Regions from separate parts of the Danio rerio genome. Here region 1 is linked to region 2. The links are chromatin contacts, called in public Hi-C maps. All regions are on one chromosome and are shown on one strand. Each heading gives the region's core, a stretch centred on a gene start, on an enhancer-like site or on the middle of the called end of the contact. The rest is flanking DNA. Distances are from core to core; before and after follow the strand shown. Region 1 holds the start of si:dkeyp-59c12.1. Region 2 overlaps st8sia2 (ST8 alpha-N-acetyl-neuraminide alpha-2,8-sialyltransferase 2).

Region 1 (5,318 bases), core at 2,630-5,129, 200 kb before region 2:
CTTTTCAAAACAAAGTACTGACCTCAAGTCTTTGAAGAGTAACACACAAAAAGAAAACTAACTTTTAAAGAGATTTTATAAATTGTAGTGTGACAATTATCTTAATAAGGAAGAATGTAATGTTGAGGTAATGAATGCTAGAGAAGTTTAAATAATAGTATAAAATTATACAAATCTCTTATTTGTGACTATACAAACTGCAAGACTGTGCAGCCAAGTTTGGTTACTTTTAGGTAGTATTTGTTGTATTAAAAAGCGGATTATATGCGTTTTCCCACCAAGTTTTATTTTTTACAATTTGGGGAATTAATGGGTAATCTATAAAAAATGTTACACTCTCATTCATTGAAAAAAAAAGAAATATTTAAGAGGTCCATCATCTAAACATAAAAATCAATTCTTATGAATTTGCCATGAGAATTGTCTCGAGACAATATTTTTAAGCTTCTATTTAAAAATGTTTTGACACTTTATGCAAATCTAACTTCTGTAACCCAGGAAAACATTTGCAGCATAAGTATTGATGAAATAGTGTATGACAGTATTTCATTTCTATATATGCTAATACAAATCGTTATTAATTTATACAAACAGTGTGGCACAAAGATCTGATTGAAATGTATAAAATACTTATGATGTACATGTAAGATTGTGTTTAATATATATATATATATATATATATATATATATATATATATATATATATATATATATATATATATATATATATATATATATATATATATATTGACAAGTTAACACACATATATATTGCATTTGTTTCACTTTAACCTTTTATTTGAAGTCTTTCAAACTAACGTTTACATACTTTGGCAATTTTTGTATTAATTACAAAGACAGCATATTCATCAACTGATGGTAACTTTACACTGTACAATGACATTTAAGAAAAGTCTTCATTCATTAGCATACATGTTTGTGTTGTTGTTGTTTTTTTCTTAGAAAACACTTGCAGTTTCAGAAAAGAAGCAGCTTGGGAAAAACACATCCTCTGCTGTTATCTGAATGCACACAGACACAATCACCAACCAGTCTATTGAAATTAAACTGCAAGTCAGCCTTGAACTGATAACAGCTTCTTGGATGACAATACCTGATACTGTGGGAGACTTCTGTATTTGAATGTAGTGAGAGACAATGTTGTTTTACGTCTACTCATATTTTTAGACCACAGCGCATCAGCAGTTTACCACTAGACTACCAAAATCACTATCATGTTTACTTTCTGTTTCCATTATTTGCAGAAGCACTGAAATTGTTCATGCTTATTTTAAGCAAAGGAAATTAAGGGTGAATTCACACTTGTTGATAAGTTCTCTTGACTTATTTTGGACCAGACCATGAAAAAAATGGTACATTTAATACTGGTTTACTTTTCATTTTAATGCATAAGGCTATTAATATGTATTTTTTGTGACAGAACTTGCACCATTTAACTCTTCCATTTCAACAAGTTGTCAATAGAAGCTATAACCTTAGCAAACTTACTAGTGAAATGTCTTAAAAATAATTGTAGACCCTGTTTTATTCTGGAACCAGTTTACACTGGTGTTCCTTTTCAATGTAGACTGACTAAAATGCTAACTTTTGAAAAACAAAGGCTATCAGTGCTATGTATGCATACAGTGCTCAGCATAATTATGTACACCCCATTTTAAAATCCATTTCTCAGTCAATATAGGCAATGTATTTTGATGCACTTAAACAAAACAGATTTATTAAACAAAAACATTTATTAAAATAATATTTTAGTCACCAAACATATTTAAAAAATTGAAAGATAATACAATTTAATTCAAGCTAAATATTGCAAAACAAAAATTACAAGCGCTTTGTGTAAGCTTTTTTCATTTAATAAATTTGTATTTTTTGCCGCCTTTGATGAATATTTAAAACAAAAATTACAACCTACATCATTTCATTTTTTTATTATTATTATTTTGCTTCACTTGATTTTTCCTCTTTTTTAAATTCGTATTTATTATTTTTCTGTAACATAAATTTGGGTGTACTAGTTTTTGGACCGTTGTCATAAGTTATTTTGTTAGCTAAGCTCCAGATTTTGCCTCAGTACTGACTAATCTAATGCATATGCACAAGTATAATATTGTATAGCATCCTATTAAAAATATGTATTTAAAATATAAATTGTGAGGGGTGTACTTACTGTATATATGCTGAGCACTGTATCATTTGTTTTTTCTATTTTATAGTGTGGACATGTTTTTGTTTTTTAAACGTATAAAAACACCAGTATGGACAAGGAGCATTTTCAGTCTAAGACTCCATATAAGATAACACTTGCATTTTTGTAAATGCAGCCTTAGTTGCTCATACAGAGGGTCTAGCTGTGGTCACATTAAAGATTTCAAACTCTTATGAAAACCACATTGCCAAGCTTGCCAAGTGTGAACACACCCTAAAACACTTATTTCTCCTATTTCTCCCCAGACAATGGACTTTCACTTTTCTTGACAGCTCCCTATATTCAACATGTTCTCAGTGGAAGCCATCACCTTGGCAGACATGTTAGGGCAACCTCTTAAGTGCCCAAGCGGAAGGTCCAGCTGTAGTTACATGAGAGGTCCTGAACGAGAGCAGGGTTCATCTCTCTCAGTGGGTCTAAAATAGGTCATATCAGACCTAATAGGCTTTATTTCCAGAACTCCCATCAGCTTCACAGTGAATCTGTTCGCCTGCGGGCAAACACTGCAGACATGCTCTTCACAATTCCCTTAATGCCTGCTAACTTCTTCACAGACACTCTGGATTCTCTGATACGATCCACCAGCCCATGGAAAACCATGAGAACGCTGTGGTAGTTCTCAGCAGCCGAGACCTCATAAAACTGACAATCCGCTGAGAGTGCAAGCAGCCGGCCCTCCTCACTAAGCACTGTACGGCGATGGTGCAGGTCTCTCTTGTTTCCTACTATAACTATGGGCATCTTCTCAAAGCCCAGAAAGTCTTTGGTGGTTTTTATTGTATGAACGAGTCTGGAGACAGTGTTGAAACTGGCTCTGTCACAAATGCTGTAGACCAGCACCAAACCGTCCGCCCACTGAAGTCTTTTCTCACACAGCAGAGTCTCGAAGGATGGGTCCTGCTGAAAAGACAACCACTGGGTGTTAATTCAATATTTCAAATGGTGTAATGTTATTCAATAAAGAGCATTTTATACATGAAAAAAAGATCAAACTAAACTTTTATGCTGAGCTACAGCTGTTGATAAGACAAACACTGGGTATTCGTTCAGCATTTAAACCAGAGTATTTAATATATTCACTACAGAAATTTTATGTGTCAGCTTAAAACCAGCCAACACGGCCGAGATAGTGAACCAGCATTTTAGACTGGTTTATGCTGTTATTATTTTTCTTCTAAATAATATTTATTTATTATTACTATTATACCTTTCGTTACTATTACTTGTTATATATACAAATAGGTTCTGAAACATTACTCACCTGTGAATACGGCGCATCCCATATATTCAGAGTTTGCTCTCGTCCATCCACAACAATATTGTGAGTGTAAAACGATTCTACAGAGAAAACAGGTTTGTGAAACATTAAGAAAGAAACATAACAAAACTTATAAATAAGCCAATGAATGAACTACTTACCGATATCACCATATTCCCCAATAAATCTGCGAGTCAGGAACCGGACAATGAGAGCTGCAAAACAAAAGTTGCAATCATAAACGTTACTTATGTGAGAAAAGCAGAACAAAAAAGAGAAACGCATGCATGTTATAAACTTATTGCTAGTTAATAAACTCACCAGATTTACCAACATTGTCAGTGCCTAGAACAACGACGTTTGCGTCCATTCTCTGTCCGTTTAGTCCAGTCATGTTGTTTAGAAAGATGCTGCGAGAGAATGATCTGGCGCGTCTCCGCAGCTGTCAACAAAGTTGAGGAGAAGGCGGAGCTTAGACGTGCTCGCTCCCGTGATGATGATATGATGATGCATCGCCGGTGAGTTTAATCAAAGAGTTTGGTTTCATGAACTACTGGAGGAGCAAATAGCAAGCGGCTGTAAGTCAAATTCCTGAATTTAGTTATCATATTTTCTTTATCGTAAGTGTGAATACTGTACTTGTTTGACCACTGTTTATTGTTTACAAAGATTTTTTTGTCAGAAAAGTAACCTGTTTAAGTCCACAAGGTGGCATGAGTGGACTAGCAGGTTTGTAGACACTGATCCAGGGTTTGGGGTCATTCCACAGAAATTAAAGTTTTTCTGTCCCTAGTGTAACAAAAATATTAAATCTTTAGGTTCAATTTTTTTTTTTAAATATTTAAATCAAACACTATTATGCACATTAGTCTACTAAAGTATTGATGCCTTGGAACATGGCATTGCTGTTATGGTTTAACACAAATCTATTATTTTGAACCAAATAATATGACATAACTTGACTTTCTTCTTCATGTTTCCTAAAGATTTATAAAGAAAGGCCCATCAGAAATTATTCATGATTTTATATGAAGCTTTTGGCCTCGCTGGTATGATCTCTGTTGCTAGAATATGAATTGATTGGACTACTTAATTTAGTCAACAGCCTTCAGACATGAAAAAATGTCATTGGTGTTTTATTTTTATGTGTAACACTGAATGTCATTATGTTTCTTACTGGTGATTCATTACGTCAATAATACTGTTGTTGTTGGGTTTTTTGTTCTCTCCATAACATTACTTAAACTATGTCACATGTGACAAGAAATAACTTTACATCCCTTGTATTCTACTACACACAAGATTTATGATTAAGGAATGCATAAATACACATTCATCATTTCAAATATTTTCATTGTTATTGCACATACTGTATATGGTAATGAAATTAACTTGTATCACTAAATCACACTTTTAATAAAACAAATAAAACAAGCTTCATATCTGTTACAGTATCATTATTTTGTTTTCTTTAACTCTAACTAAATGTGCTGAAAATAACCAGGAAATGTTGTTTTATAAAAGCTGTTAATATTTAAAAAACGTAGATAACACTGGTGACAAACAAATTATATGTTGTGTTCTTTAAATAGATGTATGATTATGAAAAGCATTAAGCTGCCATTTATGTTTTCATAAAACGCGTTTGTGTAGAATGTTCTTCTTTTCTTTCTTTTTACAATAGTTGCAGTGTATAACTAGTCAAAAAAAAGTACTGTTTTAGTTTGTTGTTTTAAAAATCTTGTTCAGTCCTAAATAGTGTCTGTGTATTCAATGCATTCCACCTCACAGTTTTAGCATAGTAGTCATCTAAAATACACTTTTTAACAGTTT
Region 2 (4,945 bases), core at 620-3,119:
TTTTTTTCGCCCACCAAATTGATTGACAGGTACCATGTTTTTTATAATGACATGTATTCACATGTCCTTAGTACATTTATTTTAGCAAATAAACTGGATTAAAATATTTGTTACAACTGTGATTTTTATAAGACAGTAAAATCGCTATGTAATTCCTAACCGTTAAAATTACCACGGCTGCATAGTGTCAGTAAACTCTAATTTGTGAGTGTGTGTGTTTATACTGCAAACAACATTTGTTTGAGACTCATCATTTCAGAAATGCTTAAATAGACTCCACCACAAATACATCAAATAAACTTACTTGGTATTTTTGACTGAGCCGTATTTCAGCTTCATCCGAGTCTGTCACTGTGCTGTTTATCTGATCTAGCTGATGATGAGAAGCAGACATGCACGGAGGAACTGTGGGCAGGGAGAACCAGTTCATTTAGATTTAAAGCCACAGGCTACAGAAACCGCTACAATGTATTCAGACACCAAAATGGGCAGATTCTGGAGGTTATAATAAATAACCTGATGGGTATTTTGAGCTGAAAAGCTTATCTTACATCTTGTAAAAGGGATAAATACGTCATAAAAGAACTTGATGCTTTTTTGCAATGGTTAAGATCACAAAAAAGTGAGCTTCAAATTTCAGATTATTCCTTTTTATTTTCAGATTATAGAAAAGCTGAAAAAATGTGTTTTGGTTTCTTTTAAAAACTCAAAATAGGTTTTTATTCAGAAATTAAAAAGCTGTTTAAAACCTTTAAAATGATCATTTTCAGCAAAATTTCAGATTTCTATTTCAAATGAACGTTCTTACTTTGAGCTCATTAAAACATCTGGATCATATAAATTTAACAACATTTTAACATTTGACAATTAATCTAGTATGTTAGAATGATTTCTGAAGGATCATATGACACTGAAGTAATGAGGGTTTAAAAAATCTTTGTATCACATGTATAAATGACATTGGAAGAGTTCACACAGATATTGCTGGACTCTATTAGCAGGTTTGGCATGTTGCCCTGGTAGAGAACCCTGAGCTTGCAGATAAATGAACTCAGGGCCCCTGCCAGGTCTTTTAGCAGGTAAGGGGGTCTGAGATCAGGTAGGTCTTGAGAGCTCCCCTTAGAACAAAAGGAAAAGGAGTAGATGGGGTGGAAGGGGGTATTTTTCCAAAACGAAGACAAGGCAGTAGGGTGAAAGCGGTCTATTTATAGTAGGCTTGGATCAATCTGATTGGATTATTACTGATTATGGATAAGAGAACACCCGCGATCATGTGCTCCTCTGGACATAACTTTAAAAACTTCACTAAAATAGAAAGTAGTTGCTTTGTATTGTAATATTTCATAATTTTACTAGTCTTATGTTTTTTACCATATAAATGTAGCCTCCTTGAGTTTAAGAGCTGAAATATTACTGATCTCAACCTTTTGAACAAAGCTTGCACAACCTTTTGTGTTTTCTGAATGTTATATTACAAAAACACATGTAGATTAAAGAAAATTATACCCACTTTTGTATAATAAATGATGATGAGTGTATAGTTAATCCTAATAAAGTTTATTTATTGTATATATTTATTCTTATTTTATTATCCTGTTGTTGTTGTTGTTTTTAACAGTTACTGGCTGACCAACCATGTCCAGATCAAACGTCCCACCACTGGACTGCTGATGTACACCATGGCTACTCGCTTTTGTGATGAGATCCACCTGTATGGCTTCTGGCCCTTCGCTCACGACCCTGACGGCAAACCAGTCAAGTATCACTACTATGATACACTAACGTACCACTACACATCTAGTGCCAGTCCACACACAATGCCTCTGGAGTTTAGGACCTTAAGTGCTCTTCACAGACAGGGGGCGCTGCGGCTGCACACGGGACCATGCAAACCTCCTACATGAATTCTTTAAACACTGGACCTTACACACACACAAAGGAAGGAAATGCTGTGAAAAAGTCTGGAACAACTGAATATTTCAGGTAAATCTTTGACCATAAGTGAGAACGCAATATATGAAGAGGGGATGTTTTCCAAAGTGTTCAATTTTAAAAAGGTTTTTAATCCCCCATGCTGTTTGATAAGAAGCCCCTTTCTGGTGTTAGTTTTTTTTCATATCATTTGTTTTTTACATCATTCATTAAGTGTCTTAGTTTATTAAATGCCAAATATGGCCACAAGATGGAAGCAAATCGTAGAGGAGAAAATACAGGGTTTCTGCAGGTTTCATAAAAAAGACTTTAGGACTAATTCAGAAACATGATGAATGTCATTTCATTTTTTTTTTTATTTCAAAGACCTAAATCACAAATATTGATTTTGTTTTCTTGTCATACTGTTACTGTAAACTTTATTGTCACCTTTTAGGAGAATTTTTTTCTGCAGCATACTAGATTTACAACACATATATCACACCACACACTTAAGACAAACATTAAACAACATTAGTAGTACAAAAAAAAAAAAAAACTACCTCTTCCCATTAAAATTCAGCAAACCAATTGCAAAAGGAATAAATGAAAATTTAAATCTTTGCCAAAGATCCTGAGGGAAGTATTTAAAATGAAACAAAAAGAGAATGAAATATATCAGATGTAATCTGATGGCCTTTCATACAAATAGGACAACCCAGGCACTTTTATCCCTGATACTTTGCTGCAGGTTTTTAAAACCTCAGACAGCAAGTTCCTCTGTTTTACTTTTAAGATAGCAAACCAACAAATCAATGAAAATTATAAAATGCCACCATCAAAGAAAACTTGGAGCACAGTAAATGGGAAAATACAACAAATAATTTTTCACAATTGTTTTTTTTGTTATAATATAAGAAAAATGATATGATGATGTTATAAAGGCTATCAGAAAAAGGAAAATAATCGAGTGAGACTGATGACGGCAGCCAGAGGAGAAAATAATGTCAAATTTGCTGTACTTTCCCATAGACACGTTAATTCTTTGATTCGAATGGCAAAAAATGATGATATACTACTTACATAAACACAGAAATGTTCATAAGTTTTAAAAAGAATAAAAATATTAAAAACTTTAAAGTCTTATGAGGCTTATGAAAAAGGTCCATAGTACCTAGGTGCTTATTACTTTCCACTAATTCAATTTGGTGGTTATCAACCATAGTACTTAAAACTACATCCTGCTTCTGCCGCAGGTCAATGCACATCTCTTTCGTTTTCTGTGTTCAGATAGAGACCAGCCTCTCAACACCAATTTGTAAAATACTCAACAACAGGTCCATGTTCTGCCTCCTCATCAACCATCAAACTTACAATAATGATGTCATCCGCAAACTTAAGAATGTACTGATTTTCAAAGGGCCTATGACACTAATTTGTGTACAGAAGAAACGCATCCCTTGTCGTGAGTCCATAATATGTGTTAATGTATTATTTGTGTGTGTGTGTGCGTGCGTGCGTATATTTGAAGTTTGAGTCTTTCTTCTGTTGAACACAAAAGATGATGTTCTGAAGAAAGCTGGAAACAGTAACCATTGACTTCCAAAGTAGGGAAAATAAATGAGAAAATGATGACAGAATTAAATATATTTTTGTAAACTACCCATTTAAGGCTTAAAATTATTATTTTGAAATGTTGTACTTTTTAAAACCCTGCAGAAATCCTGAAATAAGAGTTTCATTTTGTCTTCAGCCTTTGGAACATTTTGTGTAAAATAAGGAACATCTAAATCATGATTGTCTTTTTTGTTGATGTTGCCTTTACAGTCGATGTGTCTGTTTAGCCCACAGATGGCATGACTGAATGTAGGACTGTTTTTTTCACAATTAAAATGGTACAGTTTAGACTTCGAATTAATATTTTAGAGGGGTTTTACCACTATGTTGTTGTATACATTTTAGACAGTACTTTGGATGATAATTTAGTGCCTCAAGTAGGAAAAAATGTTATGCTGCATCATGTGAAACTTGACAAAGTTGCCTTAGAAAGACATAGTGAGTAGTGTTGTGACCGTTGAGCCCAAAGTGTACTTTGCTTTTTATGTATGCTAGGGTCCACGCACATTGTGTGAAGCAAAATTGATCAGTATAGGACTTTTATGTACTTTTGTTTTTGCACTACTTTGCTTCTCCATAAGGTGTCAGCACTAAAGTTGCCTAGTTAGTTTGTTTACATGCACATTCCAGAGCTTCATAATGTTTCATAAGTTTGTAAGTAATGTCATGTTAACACATTACCTGGATTTCTAAGGTAAAAAAACAGCAGAAACATAATTCAATCATAACGGGTAGTTTTTGGCCCAACACCACAATTTTCCTTTGTATGTAAACACCTTTATCGGCGTTCTAGCAGTTCATGTCAAATTTAACAGAAAAAAGTGCTTAAACTGTAAATAGTGATGATAAACAACATCACAGCTTCTCTCAAATTTCCTGACAACAGTGTGTTGTAACTGTCCAGGTACACTAACATACAGCTTTTTTGTGCTGCTGCATTTTTAAAAGATAAAAAAAAAAAGATAAATGTTGGTAATCGATAGCCAAGGCAGAAATTACTCCTGTTCTCATTCAAAATGCGGTGTGGGTAATTTGTCAGTGCCAGAGAGAGCTTAACATGCAGCAGTTTAAGAAAACACATTGAATTACAAAGAACACCAGCAAATTAAGAAAAGATCTTCATCCATTTGACACCATATACGTTGTAAATCCTCTCAACGACAACAAATAAAAAAATTTTAAAAACACGATGAGAATTCTCACAAGGCAAGCAAATCAAGAAACCGTGCTGCAATTTCTCACACCCCATGTAAATGGCACAGAACTCAATGGAAATGGTTCAAGGGGACCCAAAAAATGGACTGACCCAGCTGGGATTTGCTTATTGTGCCGTGACTATAGAGTGAAGGAACTATGAAGTCCCCTTGTAGGCCAATCAGCTGCTAGCATAAAATCCCCATAGGGTTTTCTCATAGGC

What was found. A called contact is a pair of places that touch in the nucleus more often than the background predicts.
Region 1: a contact with region 2 is called in a Hi-C map of an unstated tissue, with 5 times the contacts expected there. The contact joins the promoter of si:dkeyp-59c12.1 here to the enhancer-like site in region 2. A contact is called at or near these places in 1 of 18 Hi-C or Micro-C datasets (an unstated tissue) and 1 of 4 datasets of contacts at active chromatin or transcription factors (caudal fin).

Annotation. Positions count from the first base shown.
Region 1 is chr18:26,650,264-26,655,581 of GRCz12tu, reverse strand. si:dkeyp-59c12.1 reads right to left here and starts at 3,879. Exons shown (of 4, transcript NM_001044330.1): 1 at 3,807-3,879; 2 at 3,647-3,700; 3 at 3,489-3,565; 4 at 2,699-3,127. The coding sequence starts at 3,879. The coding sequence ends at 2,699. LOC141378836 (a long non-coding RNA gene) reads left to right here and starts at 4,016. Exons shown (of 5, transcript XR_012394331.1): 1 at 4,016-4,063.
Region 2 is chr18:26,450,800-26,455,744 of GRCz12tu, reverse strand. It overlaps st8sia2 (ST8 alpha-N-acetyl-neuraminide alpha-2,8-sialyltransferase 2), which reads left to right. Exons shown (of 6, transcript NM_153662.1): 6 at 1,619-2,468. The coding sequence ends at 1,904. Among named protein-coding and RNA genes, the nearest start is that of fam174b, 24 kb to the right of the region's middle. Within about 2 kb of position 1,869, at least 6 of the 62 cell types and tissues checked have an H3K27ac peak or open chromatin away from gene starts, as enhancers often do.